Regions from separate parts of the Sus scrofa genome. Here all the other regions are linked to region 1. The links are chromatin contacts, called in public Hi-C, HiChIP or PLAC-seq and promoter capture Hi-C maps. All regions are on one chromosome and are shown on one strand. Each heading gives the region's core, a stretch centred on a gene start, on an enhancer-like site or on the middle of the called end of the contact. The rest is flanking DNA. Distances are from core to core; before and after follow the strand shown. Region 1 holds the start of LOC100521256 (probable histidine--tRNA ligase, mitochondrial). Region 2 holds the start of HBEGF (heparin binding EGF like growth factor). Region 3 holds the start of PFDN1 (prefoldin subunit 1). Region 4 holds the start of CYSTM1 (cysteine-rich and transmembrane domain-containing protein 1).

Region 1 (6,786 bases), core at 2,437-4,936:
AGGGTTGAGACAGTCAGTACGAGAACTCTTCGGTTCTTCTAAGTCACAGCTTCTAGTTTGGGCTTTTTTTGTTTATTTTTTGCAGTACCCACAACATGTGGAAGTTCCTAGGTCAGGGATCGAACCCACATCCTCATGGATACTAGTTGGTTCTTAACCTGCTGAGCCACAACGGAAACTCCAACACCTGCCATTCTTATTTTATCTAAGCCTCGACATTTTTTTCCTTCAGGTTTGTTTGTTGTTGTTGTTTTGGCTGCATCCACAGCATATGGACATTCCTGGGCCAGGAATGGAATTAGAGCCACATCTGTGGCAACACCAGATCCTTAACCCACTGTGCCAGGCCAGGGATTGAACTTGAGTCTCAGCAGTGACCCAAGCCACTGCAGAGGCAACACCATGTACTTAACCTACTGTGCCACATCGGGAATTCCTTCCTGTAGTTTTTCCTTTTTTGGTATTTTCAGGGCCGCACTCGTGGCACATGACAGTACCCAGGCTAGGGGTTGAATTAGAGCTGCAGCTGCTGACCTACTCCACAGCCACAGCCATGCAGGATTCAAGCCACATCTGTGACCTGCACCAGAGCTCATGGCAACGCTGCATCCTTTAACCCACTGAGCGAGGTCAGGGATCAAACCTGCATCTTCATGGATACCAGTCGAGTTCATCACTGCCGAGCCACAGTGGGAACTCCGAGGATGCAGGTTTGATTACTGGCCTTGCTTGGTGGGTTAAGGATCTGGTGTTGCTGCAGGCTGTGGTGTAGGTCACAGATGCGGCTTGGATCCAGCTTTGCTGTGGCTATGGCATAGGCTGGCAGCTACTGCTCTGATTCGACCTCTATCCTGGGAATTTCCATGTGCCACAGGTTCGGCCCTAAAAAGAAAAAAAAAAAGGTAAATCCCAGATATCATAAAATGTCATCCATAAATATTTCAGTCTTAGTCTCTTACATCACAAACAGAACAAAAAACTACAATACCTCCTTTCTTGCAACCAACGAAGAGCAACCCTTTACCTTGCCAAACCATTTTTAATTACCAAACCATTTTTAATTACCCCAAATTGCCTCAATAATACCTTTTTATGGTTGGCTTGTTTGAATGATTCGTTTTTGTTCGGGGTTTTTTTTTTTTGGCTGCGCCTGCGTCATGTGGAAGTTCCCTGGCCAGGGATCAAACCTGTGGCACGGAAGTGCCCAGGCTGTTGCAGTGACCAATGACAGATATTTAACTTGCTCTGCCACAAGGGAACTCCATAAGGGAACTCCTGAGTCAGAGTCTAAACGAAGTTCATGCCTTGTATTTGGGTGATATCTCATGTTTTTTTAATCTGCAACAGTCTGCCTTTTTTTTTTTTGCCTTTTCTTGGGCCACTCCCGGGGCATATGGAGGTTCCCAGGCTAGGGGTCTAATTGGATCTGTAGCCACTCCACTGGCCTACACCACAGCTCACGGCAATGCCAGATCCTTAACCCACCGAGCAAGGTCAGGGATGGAACCTGCAACCTCATGGTTCCTAGGCAGATTCATTAACCACTGCGCCACGATGGGAACTCCTGCTTTCCTTTTTTTTAAAAAAGAATTCCTTCATTTGTTGAAGAAATGAGCCATTTTTTCCTAAAGAATTTTTCCCATTCTAGTTTTGGTTAACTGTATACTCAATGTTTTAATTTAACATTTTCATGTATTTCCAGTAAAGTGGTAGTTAGGTGTGAAGAATGATTCAGTATAATTCTTGGCAAGAACACTTCATAGGTGGTGCTGTGCAATTCTTATTGCATTACATCAGGAGGCCCACAATAATATCTCGTCCTACTTTTAGTGATGCTAAGATGGACTGATGAGTTTAGGTGAGGCCAGCCTGATCTATCATAAATTCCCATTCATCTTTCCTCCCAATAGTTTGAATAACTATTGATGACCACTGCCCGGAGGTTTTAACACTGTCTCTTTAACCTCTGAAATGACTTATATGTAGAAAGGAAGAGCTCAATGAATGTAGGAGCCCAAAGAATTAATCTTAAAATGGGGCATCTCAAGACAAGGAAGACAGATCATCTGACCTCTCCTTTGGAATTCAGTTTCACACACTTTCATTGAATAGCTACTCAATTCCAATCTCAGCCTCTCAGGCTAAGTAAACCATGTGAATAATGAAAAGGCAGCAATAAATGTGGTAACGGAGGTATATTTGTCAAGTGCCGAGGGAACCCAGATGAAGGGTAAATAGTTCAGTTTATAGAACTTATAGAAGTAGCATCTGAACTGACATCATGGATGCTGAGCTAAGACTCTCCAACTTTATTTCACTCTCTATCTTCATTTCTACTTCTCCATCTGGTTCTAGCCATGAGGTCTTTTTATAGTTCCTGGAAACTACAAAGTTTCATTCTCGCTTCAGGACTTCCATTCCCTGGAGTCCCCTGTGGCACAGCAGGCCAAGCATCTGGCTTGTCACTGCAGTGGCCCAGGTGGCTGCTGTGGTGTGGGTTCAATTCTTGGCCAGGTAACTTACACATTGATGCAGGCAAGCCCCCCCCCCCCAAAAAAGGATTTCCACTCCCTATCTGGACCTATCTTCTTCTGACTCTTCATCTATCTCCCACTCATCTTTTAGGTCAGCTAGTCTATCACTTTTTTAGGGAGGCTTTCTCAGATTCCCCACTTGTCCCTTATTTTTCTCAGAGCACTTTGTTATTTCTTTACATCACTTAACCAAGTTGTAGTTACATATCTATGTGTGGGATCATATCTCCTAGGTCTGTTTGCTTCAGTAGAATGTGAGCTGAGGGGTGGCTATGTTGTTTACCATGGTACACTCACCTTGTGTAGCGATCACTCAAAAAATATTTACTGAATCAAAAAGGAGTAGCAGTAGCAGGTAGACGCCCCTAAATACTTAGCTGGCCTAGTTTCTGCCATCACTTTGCCATCCCAGAATGACTCAGGTAGAGTCCAGCCCAGCCTGGCACTCAGAGTAACTGTTGTTTCCTCTGCAGCATTTCAGATCCTCCTCAATGACCCGGTTCAGGGAAGCAGGCACCCTCTCAGAGGCTCCTTAAAGATATGATACTCACCTTGGGAGTTTTGAGCACAAACTTATGTTTCCCTTCATCAGGGCCGAGCTGTGCCTTCAGTTTCAGTAGTTTTGCCACCTCCTCCTCGATCTGTGGAGGGAAAGCAGGCGCTGGGCTGTATCACATCCACTCCTTCCCTTCCCCGCCATTCATTCAGTATCTCTCGCTCATCGAGAAGTGCGGCAGATCTGTCTCCCAGGCCCATCCTTCCTTCTCTTGGGTCCTATCGCAGCTACCTCCCCACCGAGCCCATCCTCCTCCCTACCAGTCCGGTCCCTGCTTCCATATCTTCAGCCTCTGTGCAGCCCACCCACGTTCTATGTCCTCCCTGGCCTTGCCTTGTTCCCTCCCCTGCCGCCTGGGTCGCACCTGCTCAGTGCTGGCCTTCTGCTGCTTAAGGCCCCGCACGCGCTCTCCCTGAAGTCGCACCAGTTCCTCCAGCGTCTCACGCCCTGCCATACTGGCTGCCAGCCGGAGCTGATTGCTGTCCAGATCGGCTGTGGCGGCCACAGCCTCAGCTCGGACGACTTCCGGCTACCGAGTCGCGGGCTCACATGCCTAGAGAGCCACCACCCAGGACAACAATCACTTCCGGCTCCTACCGGAAGTGTAAATGCTGGGAGGGAGCCGGAAAGGACCCAAGCCACCTTGCGGGATTTAGATGGTGTAGAAGCGCTTATTTCTTCTGTAGAGTCTGGGCTTCACCTCTACCGCGCCCTGTACCCTTCCTGGGGTCTTTTTTGCCTCCTTCCTAGGTCCTTTGCCTCCTGTCCCGGAAAGCCGTCTCACTGCCTCACGATGCCCCAGCTCGGATTCCTGCATGGAAGGGCCTGGGCTGCGCTGCTTGGCCAGCTCCGGCGGCCGCCCGGTGCCGTATGCATTGGGGCGGTCCGTTCTCATAGCCAGGTGAGCCAGACTGAGCTAGCTCTGGTCTGTCGGGGCAGGATTTCCAGGTCTGAAAGCATGGGCTCGCGGCCTGCACTCCCGCACTGTCACAGTCGGTTTTTATTGCGTGCCCACCAAGTGCCGACACAGAGCCTTTTAGGATGCTCTGTCATTAATCATAGCCATCTTGAGAGGTTGGGGTTATTATTTCTACTTTATAGTTGAGGAAATGAAGGCTGCCAGGTTAAATGACTTACCTATGGCTGCATAGTGAGGGAACATTTTAATGTAGATTCATAATCCCTTTCAGAACCTTTTGGCGTCTAGCACATAAACAAACTTTAAGCAAAATATATGAACGTTCCACTGAGGTGACTAATGACCCTAAATAGACTGAATTCACATTAGAATTTACGTCAAAATGAGACTCCTTCATATCCCCCCCACTCCGATTTTTAGTTTTCAGAGATTTTGACTTGTAGAGGAGGGAATGTGGACTTCAACTGCCATCCTTTGAAGGACAGAACCTGCCAAAGTATAGAACTACTCCACCGTCTATATCTGGAAATAAACAGAATCAGTGATTTTGTTGTACCTTGGGAAAAAGTCTTCTAGGAAGACTGGTCCAAGCCTAAGGACCATTACTACCTTATTAAAAATTCTTTTTTTTTTTTGAATTTTTTATTTTGTTTTTTTTTTAGGGATGCCCCTGTGGCATATGGAGGTTCCCAGGCTAGGGGACAAATTGGAGCTGTAGCTGCTGGCCTACGCCACAGCCATAGCAATGCAGGATCCAAGCCAAAACTTTGACCTACTCCACAGTTCATGGCAACACTGGATCCTTAACCCACTGAGCAAGGCCAGGGATGGAACCTGTGTCCACATGGATGCTAGTTGGATTCATTTCCACTGAGCCACGAGGGGAACTCCTTAAAAATTCTTACTTTCACTCTTTGAGTAGGAGCCGAGAACTGGGGATTGTGCTAATCCCTACTTCTAGATGGTTGGTAATGATAATGCCGGGTTGCTTTGTGCCTTCCTTGTTCCTGGGTTAAACTTTTTCACACATTAAAAAAACTCCAGGAGTTCCCGTCATGGCTCACTGGTTAATGAATCCGACTAAGAACCATGAGGTTGTGTGTTTGATCCCTGGCTTTACTCAGTGGGTCAAGGATACAGCATTGTGGTGAGCTGTGGTGTAGGTCGCAGATGTGGCCCAGATACCACATTGCTGTGGCTGTGGTGTAGGCTGGCAGCTACAGCTCCGATTAGACCCCTGGCCTCGGAACCTCTAGATGCCACAGGTGTGGCCCTAGAAAAGGCAAAAAGACAAAAAGAAAAAAAAAAAAAAAGCAAAAAACAAAAAAACCCCCAAAAAACTCCAAATGTATTGAGGAGACTTGTTTGGTAAACACCTGGTCTTTAGTCGGATTCGTTAACCACTGAGCCACGACGGGAACTTCAACACCTGGTCTTATATGTAGTACATGTACATATGTAGTACATATGTAGTACATATACATTGCAGATACAGCTGCGTTTTTGGAGGTGGGCTGAGACTGGGATAGATAGAATAACGTTCAGATTTCCTGTTGCTTAGGGACCTGAGGTCGGGGTACGTGGGGCCAGAGATATCACAGATCTGCCCTGTACTGAGAGGAGCCATATCTCACATTTATCTCACATTTATTCTGCCAGGTTGCAGAGGCAACATTAGCATCCCAACTGAAACCACATAAAGAGAAACCAAATTTTATTCTCAAGACCCCAAAGGTAATGTCCTGTTCCTTAGAGTGTCTTGGAGTTCTGCTCTCTGCTCTGCTTCTCTTCCTGATCCCTTTTTAATGGTTTTTAAAGCTCATTTTAAAAAAATCTTGACTATTCTTGAGCTTCTGGGTGGGGCTCAGAGTCATCTGAATTCAAAGTTTCACCTCCAGACCTTAGATTATAGATGTAGTTTAACTCTTTATCTTCAGTGGACCTCTTTGATCTTTGGTTTCACTCCTTTTGGTTTCTAGGGCACTAGAGATTTTAGTCCCCAGCAGATGGTTGTGAGGGAGAAAATTCTTGATATGGTTGTTAGCTGCTTTAAACGTCATGGAGCAAAGAGGTTGGATACCCCAGCATTTGAACTAAAGGTAAGAGGAGGAAAAAAGAATGCTGAACCCCATTTCTTCACCTGCCGTGTTTACTTTTTTTTTTTTTTTTTTTGGTCTTTTTAGGGCCGCACTTGGGCATATGGAGGTTCCCAGGCTAGGGGTCGAATCAGAGCTGTAGCCGCTGGCCTACACCACAGCCACAGCAACACTGGATCCTTAACCCACTGAGTGAGTTCCAGGATCAAACCTGCATCCTCATGGATACTAGTCAGATACGCTAACTGCTGAGCCATGACGGGAACTTCCTAACTTGTTTCCTAAAGGGCTTCTAGCCTATGCTTTGGACTCCTCCTTTTTTTTGTTTTGTTTTGTTTTTTTTGTTTTGGTCTTTTGTCTTTTTAGGGCCACACCTGAGGCATATGGAGGTTTTCAGGCTGGGGGTCCAATGGAGCTACAGCTGCCAGCCTACACCACAGCCACAGCAGCTCAGGCTCTGGGCCTTGTCTGCGACCTACACCACAGCCCCCAGCAATGCCGGATCCTTAACCTGCTGAGCAAAGCCAGGAATTGAATCTGCGTCTTCTTGGTACTAGTTGCGTTCGTTGACCACTGAGGCATGATGGAAACTCCTGGACTCCTCTTTTTAACGGTGGTTCTTTCTGTTTGACCCTTGCAGGAAATGCTTACTGAGAGGTATGGCGAGGACTCTGGGCTCAT
Region 2 (6,772 bases), core at 2,100-4,599, 290 kb before region 1:
GAAGGTACTTGGAGGCTATGTTAGAGGGAAGATTATTTTTTTTTAATGTTGCAAAATTTTTAAATATTTTTATGGATCTACAGTTGCTTTATGATATTGTGTTTGTTTCCAAGAGCGTTGCTTTTTAGACATCAGGCGAAATATTTACCCTGCTCTGTGCTCTTGGCAGCTAGTCGCTTCTCTCAAAGGTTTCTTTGCATTTATCCCCAAAGGTCCCGTGTATAGCTCTCTAGGATGGAGCGTACAGTGCACGAGAGGTAGAGAAATGGAAAGTAAAACTATCAGAAGGAACTAGAACTGTGGTGACTCTCCCCATTCTTTTCATACTTCGAAGGGGCAAAACAACCTCTCAGACATCCAGCCAGGACTGACCAGGGGCTGCTCCCATCAGCCCAGGGCTCTCATGCCAGTCCCCTCTCCCCTGCCTCCAGCAGAAAAAAAGGGGCCTGATCTCTATGGCTGTAGTGACGTGTCCAGCAGAAGGGTGAGCATCATACATTAGACTGGAGTCCTAGGATGCTCAAGGTGGAATTGATTTAAAAAAATATAGCTTTCTGGAGTTCCCATTGTGGCGCAGTGGTTAATGAATCCAACTAGGAATCATGAGGTTGCAGATTCGATTCCTGGCCTTGCTCAGTGGGTTAAGGATCCAGCATTGCCGTGAGCTGTGGTGTAGGTCACAGACGCGGCTCAGATCCCTCCTTGTTGCTGTGGCTCTGGTGTAGGCCGGTGGCTACAGCTGCGATTAGACCCCTAGCCTGGGAACCTCCATATGCCGCGGGAGTGGCCCTAGAAAAGGCAAAAAGACAAAAAAAAAAAAATATACACACACACACACACACACACACACACACACAATATAGCTTTCTGGAGTTCCCATCGTGGCAGAGTGGAAATGAATCTGACTAGGAACCTTGAGGTTGCAGGTTCGATCCCTGGCCTTGCTCAGTGGGTTAAGGATCCGGCGTTGCCATGAGCTGTAGTGTAGATCATAGATGTGGCTCAGATCTGATGTTGCCATGGCTGTGGTGTAGGCCAGCAGCTGTAGCTCTGATTGGACCCCTAGCCTGGGAATCTCCATATGCCACTGGTGCAGTCCTAAAAAGCTCTATCTTTCCATTTCCAGGTGAAAAACTTGAGGTGCCAAGAGTCAGTGACCTGCCCAAGGTCATGCAGGGTTGGGATCTGAAATGTGGTCTCTGGACTCCACGTCCAGTGCTCTTTCTAACACACCAAGCTGTCTCTCTCTCTCACACACACACACACACCCTGTCCTAGACGAGCCCAGAGCACCTGGGATGCTGAGCCAGGAGTGAGACAATAGATGGGCTAAAGTCAGCAGACTTGTGCTTCAATTTCAGCCCTGTGGTCTTGGGCAAAACACTTCATCTCTCTGAACCCTGTGGTTTTCAGTAAAAAGTCGGGGGCAGGGGTTCCTATCTCAGAGGGTTGTAATGAGGATTAATTAACCCACAAAAACATATTGAGTGCTTCGTACATAGAAGGCACGTAATAAATGGCAACATTTTTTTTTAAGGTGATAGGATCCCTAGAACTGAAAAAATGGACTTTTTGCCCAGCAAACCCAAGACAAGGGAAGTGGCAGGTGCCAGCAGTCCCGTAGCCGCCTCCCCAACCCCCCGGCTCTTCTGGTGCAACCCCAGACCCCTTCAGAACTCAGAAGGTAAGGCGGATGCTCAGAGGAAGCTGCTGACCAGAGCTGCAGCGAAACTGAGGCAGAAGGGCCAAGCTGGTCAGAAAAGGGAGGGAGAGAGTGACAGGGGGACAGCTAGGCTCCTGCCGGGGAGAGGGAGCAGTGAGTCAGGTCTGCAGAGGTATGAGGAGCAGCTGTGTGGGTGGAGGGTGAGTCACGGCCCCGCTCTGCCCTGCCTAGAAGGACAGGGCCAGGAGGATCCAGGTTGTTCAGGCCAAGGGTGACCCCAGAGGGCCACTGTCAAGAGGATGGAAGGCAGGAGCCCAGCCTCAGCTTTGGAGCAGACCCTGGGTTTATACACAACACCTCAGGGAAGCTGAGTGAGTAAGAAGAGGGGTAGCTGAGGAGCAGGCGGAGCTAGAACAGGTGGGTATCTTTGCAGCCAAATATAGTCATTCCAGGGCTCCAGGGCTCAGTCCCTGCTCCACCCTCAAGCATCTCTGCAGGTGGCTGGGGGCAGGGAAGCGAGCAATACCGGAGGCTCTGGACTCTGCCCTGTACTTGCACTCATGTGCTCAGCCACGGCGCTCGGCTGGTGGGAGGATCCCACCAGCCCTTCCTCCCTTGAAGTCTCTCTCAGGGACTCAAGGTGGTCAGGAAGTATCCGGGCGTGGGGAGACTTGGGAGACACCCAGCATTTCAATACAGCTCTCTAGGAACCCAGTGCTCACTCTTCACAGCCCTCCCAGGGGGAGCTGGTCTCTGCAGGGACCAAGAGTTCCTCATTTCCCTCCGTTTGCCCAACCTGGAGACAGGTGGACGGAGGAGGCTAACAGGACACACCTCCTAGGTGCCCAGCATCCGAACATCTGTTACCTTGTTTTATGCATAAAAGTCATTTGATGTAGAAACTAGGACTTGTGCCCCTTTTTACCTAGACACTCTAAGGGAAGCATCTCAAGCATTCCTTGCATCTCTCACCCAGTTTACCTCAGAGGAATGGACCGAGCCCAGACACCTTGCCTGTCTCAATTTGCCCCCAAGTATCCAGAAGGGCAGCAAGGAGCCACGTGAGACCCCAGGGCGAGAAAGACAACAGGACCTACATTCTAGGATCCCCCAGGGAGCTTGGCAGGCCAAGGGGCTTTTCCTTGAAGTCCTCCCTCCCTGAAAACCCCCAAACCGCAGGTGTGTGCAAGCAGCATCCTTGCCAGATCCACTTATTCTTCAACTGCCCACCAAGGTCCAAGGACGGACAGCCCCAGCACTAACCTCTCAAAAGGTCCAGGTCTGCCTCTTCCAAGTCCAGGACTTCCCGGCCTCGGCCACCTCCCGGGGGCAGCAGCTGGTCCGTAGATTCGGTAGGGGAGACCAGATTGCTGGTTCCATCCGCCAGCCCCCTCCGCAGGCGCTCCAGGCTCTCGCCGGTCACCAGCGCCGAGAACACTGCGGGTGAGGGGCAAGGCCGCATCAGACCCCCCGCCCAGACCCCCGTCGCTACGTACCGCAGCCGGCGCCCGCCCGCCAGGGAACACGGGCCCCACCAAGTGGCCCGCGCCGGGGACGCAGCAGCGATCTCCCTCCGTGCCCCCCGGCAGAGCGTCCCCATCCCCCCCGACCGACCCCCGGGAGCGGCAGCAGCCCTCCTACCTGCAGCCAGAAAGAGCTTCAGCACCACCGACGGCAGCAGCTTCATGGTCCCGGGCCGGGCGGAGGCGGCGAGGCAGCGATCACTTTAGAGGCGGCGGCGGGAGCTGGGCGCTGGCACGGGAGCCGGGGCGGGCAGAGCGCAGGAGACCCCGCCGGGCACGATCTGCTGCCGGCCTTGGGGTGCAGGCCTGGCTGGGATGTGCGGGGAGCTCGCGGCTGCCCGGCGCCTCTCTCGTTCACTCCGTCTGTCGGTTCGTCTGTCCGCCCGCCCGCCCGAGCCCTTGCGCCTCAGCCAGGCCAGCCGCGTGCCGCGCGCAGCTCCCTCGGTCGACTGAGCGCCGCTCGGCGCGCGGCCGGGAATAAAGCTCCGCGAGGCGCCCAAGCTCCGCCCCGCCTCCCGCCGCCCCCTCCACCCCCCCCCCCGCCCGCCCCGCGCGCCGGGACGCCCGCCCGGCTCCCGGCGCCGGCCGCGCAGCCCCCGACCCCGCGGGCGCGGCGGGGAAAGGGGGCGGGAGCGAGGGGCGGCGCTCACATATTTTGGGACCAGGCCAGGGCGGCCGCGGCCTGACTGTGGGTAGGGCTGCTGACCGGCAGGTGGCGGGGACCCGGTCCTACCTTTCCCCAAATGCTTGTCGCGCGGCAGCCCTGTGACGGCTGAGCGGCGCTTCGCCCTTGGACGCTCCTCGTCTCTTCCAGGCCTGGTCCCTCCCGGCATCCCTGTTCTAAACCAGGGATCCCCCACTCAGGTCATCATTTGAGCTTCAGATACCCGCTTCTTTGCCTCCCCACAAATCAAGGAGTACATAATAATTAACTCATTTATCATTTGAAAATTAGACAATGAAAGCCAACAGGTCTCAGGTGAGCCTGAGAGGTTACCAGAGTGGCAGCTGCAGGCCCTTGGTATCCATCCAGCAAAGGCGAAGAAAGTTACCAGTATTCTTTCAGCCGCTGGAGAGGCTTCTCCCCATCTTTGTCTCAGTGGACATAGTCTCCATTAAGATTTTTGAACTATGGGTTATAATTCCCAGGCTTCCGGCATCGGAGGGAGAGACACAGGCTGCGAAACAAGCCTTCGAATCCCATCATCTTCCGCCAGCGTGGGAACTGGGCCCCTCCCGCAGGCCCCAGCTAGTTAGCCTAGGTTATTGCGTTCAACAGGTGCCAGGAGTTCCCGGCGTGGCTCAGTGAAAACGAATCTAACTAGGAACCATGAGGTTGCGGGTTCAATCCCCGGCCTTGCTCAGTGGGTTAAGGATCTGATGTTGCCGTGAGCTGTGGTGTGGGTGGCAGACGCGGCTGGAATCCCGCGTTGCTGTGGCTCTGGTGTAGGCTCTGATTAGACCCCTAGCCTGGGAATCTCCATATGCCGCAGGAGTGGCCCTAGAAAAGACAAAAAAAAAAACAAAAACAAAAACAAAAAAACAGGTGCCAGGAGATTGATGTGTTTCTCTTCCATCCGAAGTATTTTTACAGGGGTCTTCTGGAGTCAGTGTCCTGGCCCAAAGAAATGACTCTCTCAGTAGGCATTTCAGCTCCCAGGGACGTGCTGGGGCGGGAGTTGTATGACACAGGGCTGGGTTGGCATTCAGAGCCCTCAAGTTGTGCCAGATAGAGCTGCTGGCCTGATGCAGCCCATGTGTAGGGATAAAAACAGGCCTGCTATTTATACACAGTCTATCCCACTCTCCCTCCTCATCCCCGCTTGTGTAGGGGTCAGTGGGGCGCTGTGCGCTTTAATTTGCCCCAGCAACTCGCTCCAGATTCCGGTTTCCACGATGCTGGAATCACGAAAGTCCCAAACTGGAATCCTGATGTTGCTTCTTACTGTGTGACCTTGGACAAATATTTAATGTCGCTGAGCCTCAGTTTCCACATCTCTCCAACGGAGACAACAATAATAATAACACCTACTTTGTAGACAGCGTCTTGAAGCTTGCCCTCGGGAACACGTATGAAGGACTTAGTACAGGGCCAGACATAGTATAATGACTGTGACCTATTGTTATTGTTATATTACTAAGCATTGTACACGGACCATTGCTTTTCCTTAGAAACCTTTTTTCTCTCCCTTTCCCAGAGGTCTGAGACGCCATGTGTAGTTGACTTGGTTTTAGGAGGAAACTCACCTATCACCCGTTTGGCTAAATGCCACTTTGGGATTGTTCCTCTGGGTGATCAGTATCGGGCCGAGAACCTCAGTAGCTGTCACCACCCAGGCCACACCTTTGTTCTCCCTCAGCAACTGCCTGGCCACCTGCTTCCCTAAAACAAAACCACCTTGGGGTCAGGGCTCTCCTGAAGGGAGGAGGAAGGGAAACACTTCCTGCCACCCGGCCAGGTCACCCCTCCTGCCCCCAGCACGGCAGGGTCACACCCTACTCTCCTGCCCCAGCCTGCCTCTGCCTTCACAAGCTCTGTCCTTCCGCCTTCTCACCCCCACATCAGCCTTAGCCCATTCATGGGGCAACTCCAAGCTTTCATCACCCCTGCGAGCCTCACCCCTGCGAGCTTTGTGTGTCAGCCAGGTTTTATGGGAAGGGCCTGGAAAATGAAGACAAAAGACCTGGAATGGTTGGGGGACAGTCACTTCTCCTCTCAGAACCTTGAGCGTCTTTCGATTAGAAAAAGTAAACGTCGTGGCACAGCGGAAACGAATCCGACTAGGGATCATCAAGTTGCCGGTTCCATCCCTGGCCTCGCTCAGTGGGCTCAGGATCCGGCATTGCCGTGAGCTGTGGTGTGGGTCACAGACGTGGCTCGGATCTAGTGTTGCTGTGGCTGTGACGTAGGCCAGTGGCTAAAGCTCCGATTAGACTCCTAGCCTGGGAACCTCCACATGCCTCAGGTGCGGCCCTAAAAAGGACAAAAGACAAAAAAAAAAAAAAAAAAAAAAAAAAAAGTAAACTTGGAGCTCCCCGCTGTGGTGCAATGGGATTGGCAGTGTTCTGGGAGTGCTGGGATGTGGGTTCGTCCCCAGCCTAGCACAGTGGGTTAAGGATCCAGCATTGCCAGAGCTGCGGCTTAGTTGAAGGCTGTGGCTGGGATCTCTGTATGCCTCGGGGCAGCCCCCAAAAAAGAAAGAAAGAGTAATCACGATTCATGCTGGGACAGCATCACTAACTCATTTATTCCACAAACAAGCAATGAATCGTTTTTTGGGCACTAGGACACAGCGATAAACCACAGAGCCACGGATGTGCTCTTACGGAGCTAACATTCTACAGTAGGGCGAGGGGCAACACATTAAATAAAGTAAAAAGGAAAACAGGAGGTCCTCTTGTGGTTCAGCAGATTAAGAACCCTCACAGAGCTGTGTCTCCATGAGGATGCGGGTTCTATTCCTGGCCTCGCTCAGTGGGTTCAAGATCCGGCACTGCCACGAGCTGTGATGGAGGGCTCGGCTGCAGCTCCAAATCGACCTTTAGCCCAGGGACTTCCATATGCCACAGGTGCAGCCATAAAAAA
Region 3 (7,549 bases), core at 3,161-5,660, 320 kb before region 1:
CATATGGAGGTTCCCAGGCTAGGGGTCAAATCGGAGCTGTAGCCGCCGGCCTACACCAGAGCCACAGCAACGCAGGATCCGAGCTGCATCCGAGACCTACACCACAGCTCAGGGCAATGCTGGATCCTTAACCCACTGAGCAAGGCCAGGGATAGAACCCTCAACCTCATGGTTCCTAGTCGGATTTGTTAACCACTGCACCACGACAGGAACTCCCATAAGGGTAATATATTTTTAAAAGGAAAAAAGTGAAATGTAGGTGGTTAATCATATAATAATAATTAGAACAATAGGTAAATTGATTTACTAGATTTCTCATGTATGACAGAATGAGTGTATTTAAATGACAACTGAGTATTTTTATTTCACAACACTAGTCAAACAACTAAAAGATTTATAATGTGAATGACTACTAATAATTAGGTTGCTAAGGGGAGGTTAAAACTACAACTGCTTAAATCAATCTTCACCCATAAAACTACTATAAACATCTTTTCATAACAAATCATGTTTTTATCATTCAAGTTACACGCTTATGTACGTAAGTAGAGAGAAGAACAGGGAAATAAATATTTTAAAAATGTACTTCAAAGTTAAAAATTAGGAGTTCCCATTGCGGCTCAAAGGTTAATGAATCCGACTAGGAACCATGAGGTTTCGGGTTCCATCCCTGGCCTTGCCCAATGAGTTAAGGATCCAGCATTGCCCTGAGCTGTGGTGTAGGTCTCAGATGCAGCTCAGATCCTGCGTTGCTGTGGCTCTGGTGTAGGCCGGCGGCTACAGCTCCGATTTGACCCCTAGCCTGGGAACCTCCATGTGTCGTGGGAGCGGCCCTAGGAAAGGACAAAAGACAAAAAAAAAAAAAAAAAAAGAAAGAAAAAAATTAAAGACATCAGTTTCTCATTTAAAAAAAAAAAAAGAAGATATTGACTAGACAATCTTTAAAGCTACTCTGATATTTTAATTTAAATTTTAAAGTGAACAAATTTTACAATTTAATCCAGACAAAACCTCTTCCAAGATAACCCCCTTAAGGATATATTTTACTTACATTCTTCCTACACCTTCATACATGTTGGTCTCATCTACCAAAGTCATAATCTCCGTATCTGTAAGATGTGCATGCTTTTTTGTCCTGTTGAGCTGTTCAATCTGTATGTCTGCAAGCTTCACCTTCTGTTGAGTGTCAATAACTTTAGCTTGAAGCTCTGTGAAGGCCTTAAAAAAAAAAAAAAAAGTCCTTGATTTAGTAAGTGAAACATTTTACAGAAAATATTTAAGTCAAATTTAAACATATTAAAATAAAGCCTGCTGAGACAAAGTTATAAAATTTGATGTTTGTTACCTGCGCAAACATCAATAAACGTTCATATAATTATAAATGATCAAGCCACTATGCTAAATATTCTTGACTCTTGAACAACTCAAGGCTTAGGGGCACTGACTCTCCATGTTGTCAAAATGCTGAGTACAGGAGTTTCCTCCTGGCTAGGAGGTTAAGGATCTGGAGTTGTCACTGCTGTGATTCTGGTTATAGCTGTGGAGCACATTTAGTCCCTGGGCTAGAAATTTCCACATGCCTTAGGCATGGCCAAAAAAAAAAAAAAATCCCAGTGTAATTTACAGCTGACCCTCCATATAGCAGTTCCTCTGTATCCTTGGTTCTACATCTGGATTTCAACCAATCACACAGTGTGTGGTACTGTAGTAATACCTTTAAAAATCTATGTACAATTGGATCCCCGCAGTTTAAACCTGTGTTGTTCAAGGGTCAACTGTTTTGAATTTACCCAGTCCTCAAAAGATGCTGTCTATTTGAAGCAGCAGAACAAAGACATGGTAAATAATAAACATATCAAGTAGCAGGTACCCAAGGAGTAATATAGGCACTAAATGCAACAGTCAGCGGATGAAACCCAGAGATCCAAAACAAGAACCATAAATGTAACTACTCACTACATTTATATTTTACAACTAGTTTTCAAAGCACTTTCCCACATTTTTTGAACTATTAATATGTAAATATTAATATGAGAACACTAATAGATGTAATAATAAATACCTCATTTACTCTTCTCAACAATCCTGAGTTAGGGCAAGCAGTTTCATCACCACAGCTTATAAATTAAGTAACTAAATGTTTGAAAGAGATATAAATGACTTGCACATGGTTGAACAACTAAGAGGTCTAAAAGTGAGCTCTTAAGTCCATTTCTTGACTTCTAGTTCAAAAACCTTTCCGTTCTGCTGTCTATAGTAATATTCAGAAAATGCATATTTTAAGAGAAGGACAAAAAAGAAAATATTTGAAACACTGGAAGAAGAATTATATCATGACAGAGGCACACACCAAGCCAAATCTGACCCTTGGGTACCCTTAACTCAAAAAGCTCCTAGGTACTCTTGTTGAAGAGCCTAGAATGACTTTCACATCCTGTCAAATTTATGCCTTAATACTTGAATAATAATTTTTGTGGCTGCAATGCATGGCAAAAGCTGCTATTTAACTTCTACTCTGGCTTTGTTCTCACCTACTAGTAAGGTTTCAAAATTTTGTTTAGAGTTAGAGGAGGTGCCTAAAATGTCCTACTTGTCTCCACTCAAAAAAAAAAAAAAAGACCCGAGCTCCCACTGTGGCGCAACGGGACCAGTGGAGTCTTGGGAGCCACTGGGATGAGGGTTCAAACCCCACCGGCACAGTGGATTAGGGATCCAGCATTGCTGCAGCTGCAGCTGAGGTCGCAGCTGTAACTCCAATCTGATCCCTCGCCTAGGAGCTCCATATGCTGTGGGGTGGCCAAAAATGACCAAAAAAAAAGACATTATAAAGACATTAGAATATCCTTAAACAAGTTTTTTTGAGTTAATTTCACTGGTTGTCAAAGCTACCCAATTCAAGTCTGTACTCATTTAAGTCTATAATCGTTTAAGTCTGTAATCAATTTGTCTGCAATCAATTTAAGTCCGTAACATTTTCTTAGTTTGCATTCATTGCCCACAGGTTTCCTAGCAACAAATTCAAATAATACTGAGGTAAACCCATTCACAGCTGTACTCTATTGTTGGCTCTTTCACTAAACCCTGACTTAATTTGAACAGAAAAAAAAAAAAAGGAGGGGGGCTTTTAGGATGCTTTACGACACAGTTTGCTAAGGAACCTAGTATATTGTTAAAGCTAAGATGGGACAGCATTAGAGACCACGTAAAGACTAAAGATACAAGTTTCGAAACAAAAATGGCAAAAAGGACATACACAAATCCTCAGAGCAATAGTAAACAGCTTTGCTTATTGGGTGCAAAAGCTATTTCACCTGCCCTATGTCTGACACAAAGGTTGACCGGAATGGTTTTAGTACAAGATGCCCTTCTGAAGTACCTAAACTAATGGCCAAAAGGCGGGAAGGCAGAAAATATTGGATTCTGATCCTAACCATGGCCTGAGTCTTTTCTGTAACTGTTTTTATTTCTAGAAAAGTAAAAGTTTAGAGCAGATGAAGTCTAAGATCCTTTCCAATCCCCAACCCATCCCCCTCTCAAAAAAAAAAAAAAAAAAAGATATGCTTTTGAGTTGGTAGCGGTGTCACAATCCTGACAATTCTTTAAGTGGCAAAAACGTCTCTGAGTAACAACACATTTACAGGCAACTATGGGAAGGGAGAAACCCAATTCCTTCTGATACCGATTCCATTTAGAAAACTTTCACTAGACTTTGCTTCTTTTTTGACAAACCCTTTAAAAGGGGAGGGGTGGAGGGGCTAGGGAGGGAGCCAAACAGTGCTGAGAATATCTGATTTAAGAGTATGTCGCGACCTTAGAGGTACGGGATTGAAGAAGTGGCCTAAAAACACAGGTTGGACCTGGAGTTTGTCAAAGCAAATTAGGATGCAGAATTACGGATGCCTCAGCTCGGGCAAGCTGTCTCAAGGGGCTCCAACTTGAAACGCTCACTTCAGGCCTTACAATAGGACTGAAGGCTCCAAGAACAAGGAAAGGGCTCTGGAGCCCGGAACAAGGGACTCAAAACAGCTATCGGCCCGCCAGACTTAACCAGCCCCAGCCCTACCAGCTCTCTTCCAGCAAAGAGCTGCTCGCCCCGACTCCAGCCTAAGGCGACCCAGTCCCGCCTGAAGGACTCTGGGAAAGCATTCCCCAATGCCCTGGGACCTTCTTCCCTCCGCGGGACTTGGGTCTCACTCGATATTCTTGTCTACGGTCCCGTTAGCTTCCAAAGAGAAGCCTGCCTGCTCAAAACCCTCTTTTACCTTCTTCAACTCCAGATCCACGGGAGCCGCCATCTTGATTCCCTCTCTGCGCCTGCGCGCTGGGAGAAGGCCGGAAAGAAGGGTGGGGGAAGGGCGCGCCTTGGCGGATCGTCCCCTTTCCTTCTACGCCTGCGCAGGAGCCGAGCTGCTTGGTTTCCTCCGCTCTCCAGCGCTAGGAATCCCCCCTCCACCCAGAGAACCCTAGATTCCGATTAAAAGCACATGTTTCTCGTGACCTATAGGCTTGGCCTGTTTCTCCACATCCTTCCAGACACCGCACCACGCGCAGATTTCGTGCATGGTTTTAAGTATTTTTGACAAATACCTTAGTTTGTGCTGCTAAATTGAGATGTATGTAGATGAGGCCAAAACCTCTTCAGTCAGGGTCCCTGTGCTGTCAGGGAGGACAAAGAATCCCAGGAGTTTGCATCCTGGTGCAGAGGAAACGAATCGGACTAGGAACTATGAGGTTGCAGGTTCGATCCCTGGCCTGGCTCAGAGGGTTAAGGATCCGGTGTTGCCTGAGCTGTGGTGGAGATCACAGACACGACTGGGATGGCTGCTGTGGCTCTGATGCAGGCCGACAGCTACAGCTCTGATTCAACCCCTAGCCTGGGAACCTCCATATGTTGCGGCCCTAAAAAGACAAAAACAAAAAACGAAAATTCAGCCCACGCCTCATACATGCCAATATAGAGAAAACCGGAAGGCTTAGCCGAACTGTTCCTCCAAAGAACTTAGTTATACTGAACACTCATGGAAGACCTTCTTGACACAGTGGTTCTCACAAACCAAATTAGTTTGTTTCAAATATATATATTTTGGAGTTCCCGTCGTGGCGCAGCAGAAACGAATCCGACTAGGAACCATGAGGTTGCGGGTTCGACCCCTGGCCTTGCTCAATGGGTTAAGGATCCGTCGTTGCCGTGAGCTGTGATGTAGGTCGCAGACGTGGCTCGGATCCCGCGTTGCTGTGGCTCTGGCGTAGGCCGGTGGCTACAGCTCCGATTAGACCCCTAGCCTGGGAACCTCCATATGCCAAGGGAGCAGCCCTAGAAAAGGCAAAAAGACAAAAAAATTAATGAATAAAATAAAATATGTATATTTTAAACACGCACACAGAGATTCTCTGGTCCTTATCCCAAACTTAATTACTTAGAATCTTTGAGATCAGGGCCCAGAAATTTGCACCTTTGCAAATGCCCCAAGTGGTCTGCAAACCACATTTTGAGAATCTTATGTAAAATATCTGGCATTTGAACCAGAGGGATGGCTGGTAATTGGACTTTTAGAAATGAAAGAAATGGATGTTTTGCCTAGTCTAAAAACCTGTAAGAGAGAGGAAAGGGCAGGTAATTTAGAACCAGACAGATTCCAAGGTAGCTAAGGTTTGGTCTACCTTGTGCCTAGATATGTCTGGTTCTACTTACTGTGTAGCAATAGAGTTTGTCTCCTTATTTAATATGGAAATAACAATATTATTGAGTTCCCATCATGATTCAGTGCCAATGTACCCAACTCACATCCATGAGGATTAGGGCTCAACCCCTGGCTTTGTTCAAGGGGTTAAGGATCCGGTGTTGCCTGTGACCTGTGGTGTAGGTCAAAGATGAGGCTCAGATCCTGCATTGCTGTGGCTGTGGCATAGGCCAACGGCTCCAGCTCCAGCTCAACTCTCAGCCTGGAAACTTCCATATGCTGCAGGTGCAGCCCTGGGGGGAAAAGAAAAAGAAAAAGAGAGAGAGAGAGACAGAGACAGAGAGAGAATAATAATATTACCCTAACAGTGTTATGTGGGCAAAGAATAAGATCAAGGTGAAAAGTTCCAAGTTTCACACAATGCACAAGTAGATACTGGATAAATAGTTGTAATTAAGTAGCAGTTAGCATTGTTGTGTTTGCCTTTCAAGGTCCAGCAAACTCTTCCTTTATTGTTTTTGTTTTTGTTTACATTACTTGTCACACAGTTATCAGGCAGCTGCTTTATGCGGGATCTCACTTCCCAGACCAGGGATTAAACCCTGCATCAATGAAACCACTAAATCCTAACTGCTAGACCACCAGGAAACTCTCTGTTAAAAAAAAAATCTTTATTCAGGTATAATGGCATATAATAAACTGAATATATTAAAGTGTATAATTTGATAAGTTCCCATCTAGGAAACCATCTTCATAATTGTGATAATAAATCTATCGCCACAAAAGTTATCTAATGCTCCTTCTGCTTCCCCCTTAGTCTCCCCCCCCCCAATCTCTCTGGCAATTACTGATCTTCTTAAGTCTCTTTAGATTTGTTTGCATATTCTAGAACTTTATAGACATGGAATCATACAGCATGTTACTCTTAGCCATCTTTCACTCAGCATACTTATTAGGAGATTACAAATCATCTTTGATCCCTCTCTTTCTTTCATTGTGACCTCCCTGCCCACAGCAGCAGGGAAAAAATCTAAAAGAAAAATAAAGACTCCTAATTTGGGGGTTTTGGGGGGGAGTTTGTTTTCTTTTGTTTCTTTTGCTTTTGCTTTTTAAGGCTGCACCTGTGGCATATGCACGTTCCCAGATTAGGGGTCCAATTGGAGCGGTAGCTGCCGGCCTACACCACAACCACAGCAATATGAGATCCGAGCCACATCTTCGACCTATATCACAGCTCATGGCAACACCAGATTCTTAACCCACTCAGAGGCCAGGGGTTGAATCCGAATCCTCATGGATACAAGTTGGATTCATTACCACTGAGCCACAACGGGAACTCCAAGACTCCTAGGTTTTGACCTGAGCAATGATAATATCTTTTACTGAGAAGAGAAAGTTAATTCTTACGATTTAGCCTAATGCAGTCTCAAAGCCACTCTGCAGGAGTAATGAGAATAATCCTTCCCCCTGTGAATGGACTGTATTAGTTAGACTATAAGGTCAGCTGCTGCAACAGAGATCCAACATGGCAATGGCGGAACCAAGACAGAAGCTCCTCTTTCTCTGTCACAACCATCCAGGCATAAGCAAGGTAGGGTAAGTGTGTGCTGTGTACAACGGCACAGTTCCCAGGCTCCTTCTGTCTTCTCCATGTGATCCAAGATGACTCAACACCGCCATGTCCATAGCCTCGCTAGTGGGAGGGGGAAAGGGATGAGGGGGCGCCCTCCTTCTCTTTAGAGGCCTAGCCCAGAAGTTGTAGGTGTGGCTCTGTCCATATCACATTGGCCCAGGCAGAAGCACATGGCCATTCCTGATGACAAGAAAGACTGGGGGAAATGTAGTTATTATCATGGGCCACTATGTAT
Region 4 (7,610 bases), core at 800-3,299, 460 kb before region 1:
CCAGGACCTCCATGAGGTGTTGAATTTTCATTTTGAAGCTGCTTCTATGGCCAGTGACTGGAAGGTCACAGAGGTGCAGACAGGATTATAGTGAGCAAGGGGAGAACACTGAAGAGAAGATCATTTTTTTTTTTTTTTTTTTTGCTTTTTAGGGCCGCACCCACAGCATATGGAGGTTCCCAGGCTAGGGGTCCAATCAGAGCTGTAGCCGCAGGCCTACACCACAGCCACAGCAACACAGGATCCCAGCGTGTCTGCAACCCACACTATAGGCCACAGCAACACCAGATCCTAAACCCACTGAGCTAGGCCGGGGATCGAACCTGCGTCCTTATGAATGGTAGTCAGATTCGTTTCTGCTGAGCCATGTCAGGAACTACGAGAAAATCAATTTCTAAACTGAAAAACAATAAAAATATCTTTCCAAGTAGGACTTTCGGGCTTGTCCTAGGCTTTGCTCTGAGAGTGTTGCAGTGATTTCTCATTCTGTTGGATTAGAAGGAGGCTTGCAGGACAGAAAATCTGGGCCTGGGCGACAGCCCGTCTCTTCCCCTCTCCTGAACGAAAGCAGTCTTATTACATTATCTAGCAAAGACTGGGGGTTTATGGAGAAAGTTGCTAGAAAGCAAACCAGTTATCAGCCTTGGCCGCATCCCTCCCAAGTACAGTTCGCGGAGTAAACCCCTGAACCTAGCTGGCTCTAGACCAGAGGAGATACCAGGAAGCGCAGCCCACAGGGAATCCTGAGTGCCACGCACTGAACTGGGTGCCTTGGGGACACAGGCCCCGCCTTTCGGGCACTTGCAGTGGCGGCAAGAGGGTAATTTTTGGTGTCTCTCAACACTGAGGGGCGTGCCTGTTGGAGTCTCAGGGATCCATCCCAACTCAAAGACCAAGCAGGGAAGCCAGGGCCGGAACTCGGGTTCCCGCGCCGGCAACCGCCCGGGAGCGCGCCCGGAGGCCCGGCCGCTGGGGGCGGGGCTCGCGCTGTGACCCCGCCCCCTCTTCGCCCCGCCCCCGCGCGCGTTGCCAGGGTGATCAGGTGACTCGGAGCTCGCCTCGCTCGCGGCGGTCGTGACGTCAGGCGCGCCCAGGCTCCTCACTTGTTCCTTAGCAGGTGCGGCACAACTTGTGCGGTCTCGTCCGAGCCCTTCGGTCCCAGCCGAACCAGTGCCCGGCGGGTTCGTAGAGAGGAAAGGTGAGGCGCAGCGGAGCCCAGGCCGGCCCAGCTGAGACCCGGGAGGGAGTGAGGCGCGGGCAGGGCCCTACCGGGGTGTTGCTCACTCCTGAGCTCCCCAGAGGGTGCGCGGAGAGCTACGGGGCCTCGGGCGGGGAAGGGCCGGCTCAGGCCGGGAAGCGCGCAGCCCTGGGGTAGAGGTCAGGAACCGGGGAAGCGGTTGCAGTCGGCCCGGTGCCCACTCCGGCATATCGCGGCCGCTGGCAGAGGCTGGGAAGCTCCCGCGCCGCCGGCCGGGCCTCTGGGCGGTGGACCCAGGGGCTCGGCGTTGCGAGGAGTTGGCCGACTGAGTGCGAGGCTCGCCACACCCGGTCTCGGGGGACATCTGTGGGAGGCTTCTGCATCTCTTCGCCTTGGGCTGCGGTTTCTAGGGCGCTGCCGGGGAATTCAGTCCGTTCTCTGAGTCGGGCCTGCTGGGACGGGAGGCCGCTCGGGAGCCCCGCGGGTGGGATCAAGGGACCGGGGTATTGAGAAAAGGAGGGGCGAGGGGCGAGGAATCCTGACTTGAGAGCAGGGGATTGGGATCTGAGGAGACCTGTTGGGGGAAGTGAAATCTGAGCTGAGCCCTGAGGGGTGGGGACTAATCTCCCGGCAGCGGTGGGGGCTGGAAGAGTAGAGGGTGGAAAAGGGGACCTCGGGGAAGGAGACCTTGAGTCTGGCGCTGGAATGACGATTCGGTGACTTACTGCACCGAGAGCTAGGGCGATTGGGTGGCGGGGGGGACTTTGGAGAATTAGGTTAGGGCCGTTTAGGAAAAACTCGGGGTGCTCGGCTCGGGGTCGGGGGGGGTTGAGTATCTTGGGGAGCCATTGAAGCGTCGGCTGGATTGGGGTTGGGGAGACATGCAGGAGGCTGTTGTGACAGCCCCGAAAAGAGGTGACAACGCCTAGAACTCGGGTCTCTTGGGAATTCTGTGAACCCTGCTTCTGAAATGTTTGTAGCAGACAGGGATGGGGGCGCAGGCAGCCAGACGCCAATGACCCCAGCCCTTTGCGAGCAGATTGTTAAAAATTCCTTGCTGTGAAGGGGGAAGGAAGCGCCCAAGTGCAGCTCGTTTTCCGGATGAGTTAATGGCTCTGAGAGCTTTGCCCCCTCGGACCCGCCCTGAGCTTAATTGGTCCACAGCTCTCATCTTTTTGAGGTTTCAGGGTGTTTTTCAAACGCGTCTTATCCCCAGGGCGAAACCCAAACCTCAGGTGAGTGGTAGATTTAATGGCGAGAAAGTTATCGAAGGAAAATCCCTGCCTAAAACATGAATGTGTGGCGTGGGGGAAGCTGGAGGGAGTCGCTTGCTCTTTGTTAATTAGAGAACAGTGTTGCCGTTTCTTACCTCCTACCCTCAATTTGTGGGCTTCTCAAGCAAGGCTGCTTAAGTGTTAATGGGCTATTTTTTTTTTTTTTCTTAAATTCTTGAGAAACAGGAAAAACATAGTTTGGTTATTGAAGAGGGATGATTTGGCAGTTGACGGTTTTTTCCCAACTCTGAAATGTGCTGATCCTGTCCGGCACAGCTGTCCATTTTATATTGAAACTTAGCAACTTCTGGTTTCTGGGAGGAAGTAAAATAATAGCTAAAACTTCTCACCAATTTGCCTTGTATTTGTTTGACTCCAGAAAACAGAATTGGACCTCTAGGGATCCTGTACAGGAAAAGGCACTTGAGGGAATTGCTGAGAACTAGGCAAAGTGGCTGCAGCTGCTTTATGCTTCAACAGAGAAGCCAGCGCAGCGCCCAGGGGGGGACAAATCCAGAGTGGTGGCAACTGGGGAGAGTGAACTTCCAGTCAGATCCGTGACATCCTGCTGTGTAAAAAGATGTCTTAAGATAGGTCACTTGAGCAAGGTGTGTTTACCACACACTACTGCGTAGCCAGAGAACAGCACCCCCCCACGGACCCTGTAGGACTTGTTCCGATAGTGGGTTGTTTTTTTTTTTTTAATGGGACCTTGCAGGTGCCCCATAATATTCAGAATCACTGGAAATTAGATTTCTGGGTCACATTTAATATTTTTTAAGTACTTTTTTTTTATTGAAGTATTGTTGATTTACAATATCTTGAAGCCCACATTAAAAAAAAAGTTAACCCTTTTCTCCGAGTTCCCATTGTGGCGCAGCAGAAATGAATCCAACTAGGAACTATGAGATTGCGGGTTTGATCCTTGGCCTCACTCAGTGGATTAAGGATCCAGCGTTGCTGTGAACTGAAGTGTAGGTCACAGCTGTGGCTCGGATCTGGCATTGCTGTGCCTGTGGCATAGGCCAGCAGCAACAGCTCTTATTAGACCCCTAGCCTGGGAACTTCCATATGCCGCGGGTGTGGCCCTAAAAAGCAAAACATATATGTATATATATTAACCCTTTTCTAAATATCTTCGGAAGTATTTGAACTACTCATGCTTCCCTGGGAAAGAAACAGTCCCCCCCACCCCCGGCGCTACAACTCTGTGCTGTCAGGCAGTGAAGTAGGCCAAGAGTTTGGGGAAATTTTCCGCTTTCCTTCGTCTCTGCTGCCCCCACAAGTTTTCCCCTTGGTAGAGACCTTAAGACTTCAGTGTCAGGGAAAAAATTTCAGCATTTCCCTAAACACCAGCTATGGTAAACACCAGGGCTGGAAGTTCTTCTCCTGAAGAACAGAAATGCCCTCCTTTAAGGGGAACTGGGCTGAGAGGTGTGAGCCAGAGACCCACCACGGAGTGTTGTAGGCCTGCCCTTTGTCACCCAAGGACAGGGCCCCATCATTCTCTTGGAAACATTCCTTGACCTTGAAACAGGGTAATGGGCAGTGCCCCCTTCACAGAGGTACCAGGAGTGTTAATGGGAGGCTTATATGACATTCGAGCTCCTTCAAAACGGAATATTTTAGTCGTTGGATAAATGGAGTGTTGTTTTTTTGTTTTGTTTTTGAGATGTAGTCAAATAAAGAGGTGGACATTGTCAACTTTTGTTGGAAAAAAAAAAAAAAGCCTTATTTAATGCCCTGAGGCATTTTGGTTTTGTTTGCAGGTGTGGTTACCTGGTCGTAGTTACCAATAAGCCAATAATCACGAGTAAGGTCAGGTGTGTATTTCATGTGTCGATAACCTCAGATGGTTTCACACCTGATGCGGCTCTTTTAGAGCCTGGAATACACGTGTATCCTGGCAGCCTCTTGGGCTTTCAAGCTACATCCTTTCAACCCTAAAGGAGTTAATGATTAAGTTCTTCGGAGGCTGAAGTGGGCGGTACCATGCGCTCCACTGAATGGGGAGTGGGACAGTCACCTTTTAACACTTGCCCACGTCACCCTGCCAGTCCTCGTCACCCTGCCAGTCCTCGGGCGCACAAGAAGAGTCAGGTGCTTGCTGATGTGCCCAGGGATGCTGTGGACCTGTAACGTCCATCTCTCAGACTTGTGACGTGTCGCCTAGGCGTAGTTGTCGCAGGAGGAAAGTTCTGACAGAAGAGGCTTCCTGTTTTCCTCAAGGCTGAGCTGCGAGCTGCGCTCCAGGCCTCCAAGCTCCTCATGCTTGACGGAAGGCTACTAATGGGCTTGGCTGTAAAATGAGAGTCAGCAATTAAAACCAGCAGTTTAGAAGCAAGGGGACTGGGCAAGCCTTGACCCTCCAGCCAAAAAGGTTCACACCATTTTGGGCACCACGTACAAAGGGGTCTTCAAAAGGAAGTGCGTGAAGAGTTCCTGTCGTGGCGAAGTGGAAACGCATCTGACTAGGAACTGTGGTTGTGGGTTCGATTCCTGGCCTCGCTCAGTAGGTTAAGGATCTGGTGTTGCCCTGAGCTGTGGTGTAGGTCGCAGACGTGGCTCGGATCTGGCGTGGCATGGTTGTGGTGTAGGCTGGCAGCTGTAGCTCCAATTTGACCCCCCTAGCCTGGGAATCTCCATATGCTGCAGGTGCAGCCCTAAAAAGCCCCCCCCCCCCAAAAAAAGGCAGTGTTTTTTGTTTTTGTTCTTGTTTTTTTTTTTTTTTTAAATAGGGGCACACCCAGGGCATATGGAAGTTCCCAGGCTAGGGGTCAAATTGGAGCTACAGCTGCCAGCCTATTCCAAAGCCACAGCAATGCCAGATCTGAGCTATGTCTGCCACCTACACAATAGCTTCTGGCAATGCCGGATCCTTAACCCACTGAGCAAGGCCAGGGAGCGAACCCACATCCTCATGGATACTAGTTGGATGTGTTTCTGCTGTGCCACAACTGGAACTCCAGGAAGTGAGCTGAGAATGATTTCTGTAGGTTTTTGTTTGGTTTTGTTTTTTGGGTTTTTTCAGCCACACCCACAGCACATGGAAGTTCCAGGTCAGTGGTTTAATGCAAGCTGCAGCTGCAACCTCTGCCACAGCTGTGGCAATAATGGATCCATAACCCACTGTGGAGCTGGGGATCGAACCTGTGTCCCAGCACTCCTAAGATGGTTGACCCCTTTGTGCCACAGCAGGAACTTGTGTACTTTGATTTCTTGTGCTTCACAATATTGTAATTTTTACAAATCGAAGGTTTGTGGCAACCCTGTATTTATTGGCACCATTTTTCCATCAGTATTGGTTCACTTTGTGTCTCTGTCACATTTTGGTAATTCTTGAAATACTTCAAAACTCCACCAGCAAAAAGATTACAGCTCCCTGAAGGCTCTGGTGTTGATTAGCATTTTTCAGTGACAAAGTATTCTTAAATTTTTATTGATTGATGGGCCATGGTATGCAACAGCTTGATGTAGGCTCTTAGTTCCCAGGTCAGAGATTAAACCTGGGCCAGAGTAGTAAAAGCGCCGAATCCTAATCATTAGTCCACAAGGGAACTCCCAAAGTATTTTTATTTATTTTTTGGCGGTGCCTGCAGCATGCAAAACTTCCCAGGCCAAGGATCAAACTTGAGCCACAGCTGTAACCAGAGCCACAGCAGGGACAACGCCAGAACTTTAACCCGCTGAGCCACAAGGGAATTCCTCAGAGTAATTTTTGGCTTTTTTTAAGCGCTTCACCCATGGCATATGGAAGTTCCCAGGCTAGGGGTTGAATTGGAGCTGTAGCTGCCAGCTGTAGCTGCCATGTGGGGATCCGAGCTGCATCTGTAACCTGTGCCACAGCTCATGGCAATGCTGGATCCTTAACCCACCAAGCAAGGCCAGGGATCGAACCCAAGTCCTCATGGATACTAATTGGGTTTGCAATCCCTGAGCCGCGGTGGAAACTCCTCCTAAAGTATTTTTAAGTTAAGGTTTGTTCATTGTTTTTTTTAGGCATAATGTTATCGCACACTTAATAGACGAGAGCATAGTGAAAACAAAACTTTTATCTGCACTGGAAACCAAAAAATTCATGTGACTCCCTTTGTCACAACGTTCAGTTTATTGTGGTGATGCCTGTTTAAGGGAGTCTTGGTAATTATGGTGAGAGGAAGGCTTGATCCGCCTGAATTTACTCTCTGGGCAGTACTGTCTTCGTCACAGATGCTTATCATCAGTTCTCTGATTTGTGCTAAAGTATCATTAGTCTGACTAGGATCCATGAGGATGCAGGTTCAATCCCTGGCCTCGCTCTGTGGGTTAAGGATCAGGCAACACTGCCCCTTTGCTGACTGAAGGCTTTCTGACCACGTGGTCAGTGTTGAAAGAAAGGTGGGGGTGGGGAGCAGTTGAATTGCAAGGGTACTTGGGGAGAGAGGAAGAACCCAGGAAGTAGTGCTGGACCTGAGGAATATGGAAGTTCGGGGCCAGGGGGTGTTGCTAGGAGCTGCACCTGCTGGTCTATGCCACAGCAACTCTGGATCCTTAACCTGCTGCAGGGATGAACCTGCACCCTCAGGGACAGTGTTGGCCTCTTAACTCCCTGCCACGTTCCATTTCTAACGCTGCCCTTGGTACTTCACCAGTCAGCTTTCAGTATCAGGACCTCAGGCCAGAGCATTTGGGGAGAGCATGTGTGAAGAGGGGACTTTTGCAGGAATGTGACTCCCGTGAGTCCTTGTCATTAAGCCTAATTCTGCTTTCCTGCTGCTGCTAGGCTAGCTTCCCCTTCCCGGAGACCCCAGACCCTGCCCTTCCTCCTTGGCACCCCAGCCCCCCACCAGCCTTTCTCAGGCAATACCATTCTCTAAGGCCCGTGTGATTCTTCTAGCTCAGATTCAGTTTCTGCATCACTGAACTAAACCTTGGTGATCTTGGGTGTGTGCTGGTGGCAGTAGAAAGTCCAGTGAGGGGCGGTCGCATCTAAACCAAGGGGCTTGGAAGTGGATGCTTTACCTGTTTCTCACACTTCATTTGTGTTCCACCTGCGTGACTTTTGCCTTCTTTCTTTGCCATCTGTACTATTATGTGACATTTTTCTTTAAGCTGATCCACTTTCTAAAAACTCTAAAACATGTAAAAGGGAAACTATC

What was found. Promoter capture Hi-C pulls out the DNA fragments that hold promoters and counts their contacts. Hi-C and Micro-C count contacts between places; a contact is called where the count stands out from the background. HiChIP or PLAC-seq counts read pairs in DNA pulled down with a chosen protein or histone mark.
Region 2: a promoter capture Hi-C map of fetal liver shows a contact between it and region 1, with 3 times the contacts expected there. The contact joins the promoter of HBEGF here to the promoter of LOC100521256 in region 1. A contact is called at or near these places in 1 of 5 promoter capture datasets (fetal liver), 4 of 47 Hi-C or Micro-C datasets (embryonic fibroblasts, mesenteric adipose tissue, omental adipose tissue and 1 more) and 1 of 2 datasets of contacts at active chromatin or transcription factors (alveolar macrophages).
Region 3: a contact with region 1 is called in a Hi-C map of heart right ventricle, with 2.3 times the contacts expected there. The contact joins the promoter of PFDN1 here to the promoter of LOC100521256 in region 1. A contact is called at or near these places in 1 of 5 promoter capture datasets (fetal liver), 1 of 47 Hi-C or Micro-C datasets (heart right ventricle) and 1 of 2 datasets of contacts at active chromatin or transcription factors (alveolar macrophages).
Region 4: an H3K27ac HiChIP or PLAC-seq map of alveolar macrophages shows a contact between it and region 1. The contact joins the promoter of CYSTM1 here to the promoter of LOC100521256 in region 1. A contact is called at or near these places in 1 of 5 promoter capture datasets (fetal liver) and 1 of 2 datasets of contacts at active chromatin or transcription factors (alveolar macrophages).

Annotation. Positions count from the first base shown.
Region 1 is chr2:142,397,593-142,404,378 of Sscrofa11.1, forward strand. It overlaps LOC100521256 (probable histidine--tRNA ligase, mitochondrial), which reads left to right and starts at 3,687. Exons shown (of 12, transcript XM_013995242.2): 1 at 3,687-3,991; 2 at 5,669-5,743; 3 at 5,989-6,108; 4 at 6,746-6,786. The coding sequence starts at 3,884. HARS (histidine--tRNA ligase, cytoplasmic) reads right to left here and starts at 3,640. Exons shown (of 12, transcript XM_021084891.1): 1 at 3,455-3,640; 2 at 3,086-3,175. The coding sequence starts at 3,544.
Region 2 is chr2:142,111,538-142,118,309 of Sscrofa11.1, forward strand. It overlaps HBEGF (heparin binding EGF like growth factor), which reads right to left and starts at 3,350. Exons shown (of 5, transcript NM_214299.1): 1 at 3,305-3,350; 2 at 2,927-3,100. The coding sequence starts at 3,350.
Region 3 is chr2:142,073,590-142,081,138 of Sscrofa11.1, forward strand. It overlaps PFDN1 (prefoldin subunit 1), which reads right to left and starts at 4,411. Exons shown (of 4, transcript XM_005661736.2): 1 at 4,263-4,411; 2 at 1,052-1,218. The coding sequence starts at 4,295.
Region 4 is chr2:141,943,996-141,951,605 of Sscrofa11.1, forward strand. It overlaps CYSTM1 (cysteine-rich and transmembrane domain-containing protein 1), which reads left to right and starts at 2,050. Exons shown (of 3, transcript XM_013995210.2): 1 at 2,050-2,433. The coding sequence starts at 2,308.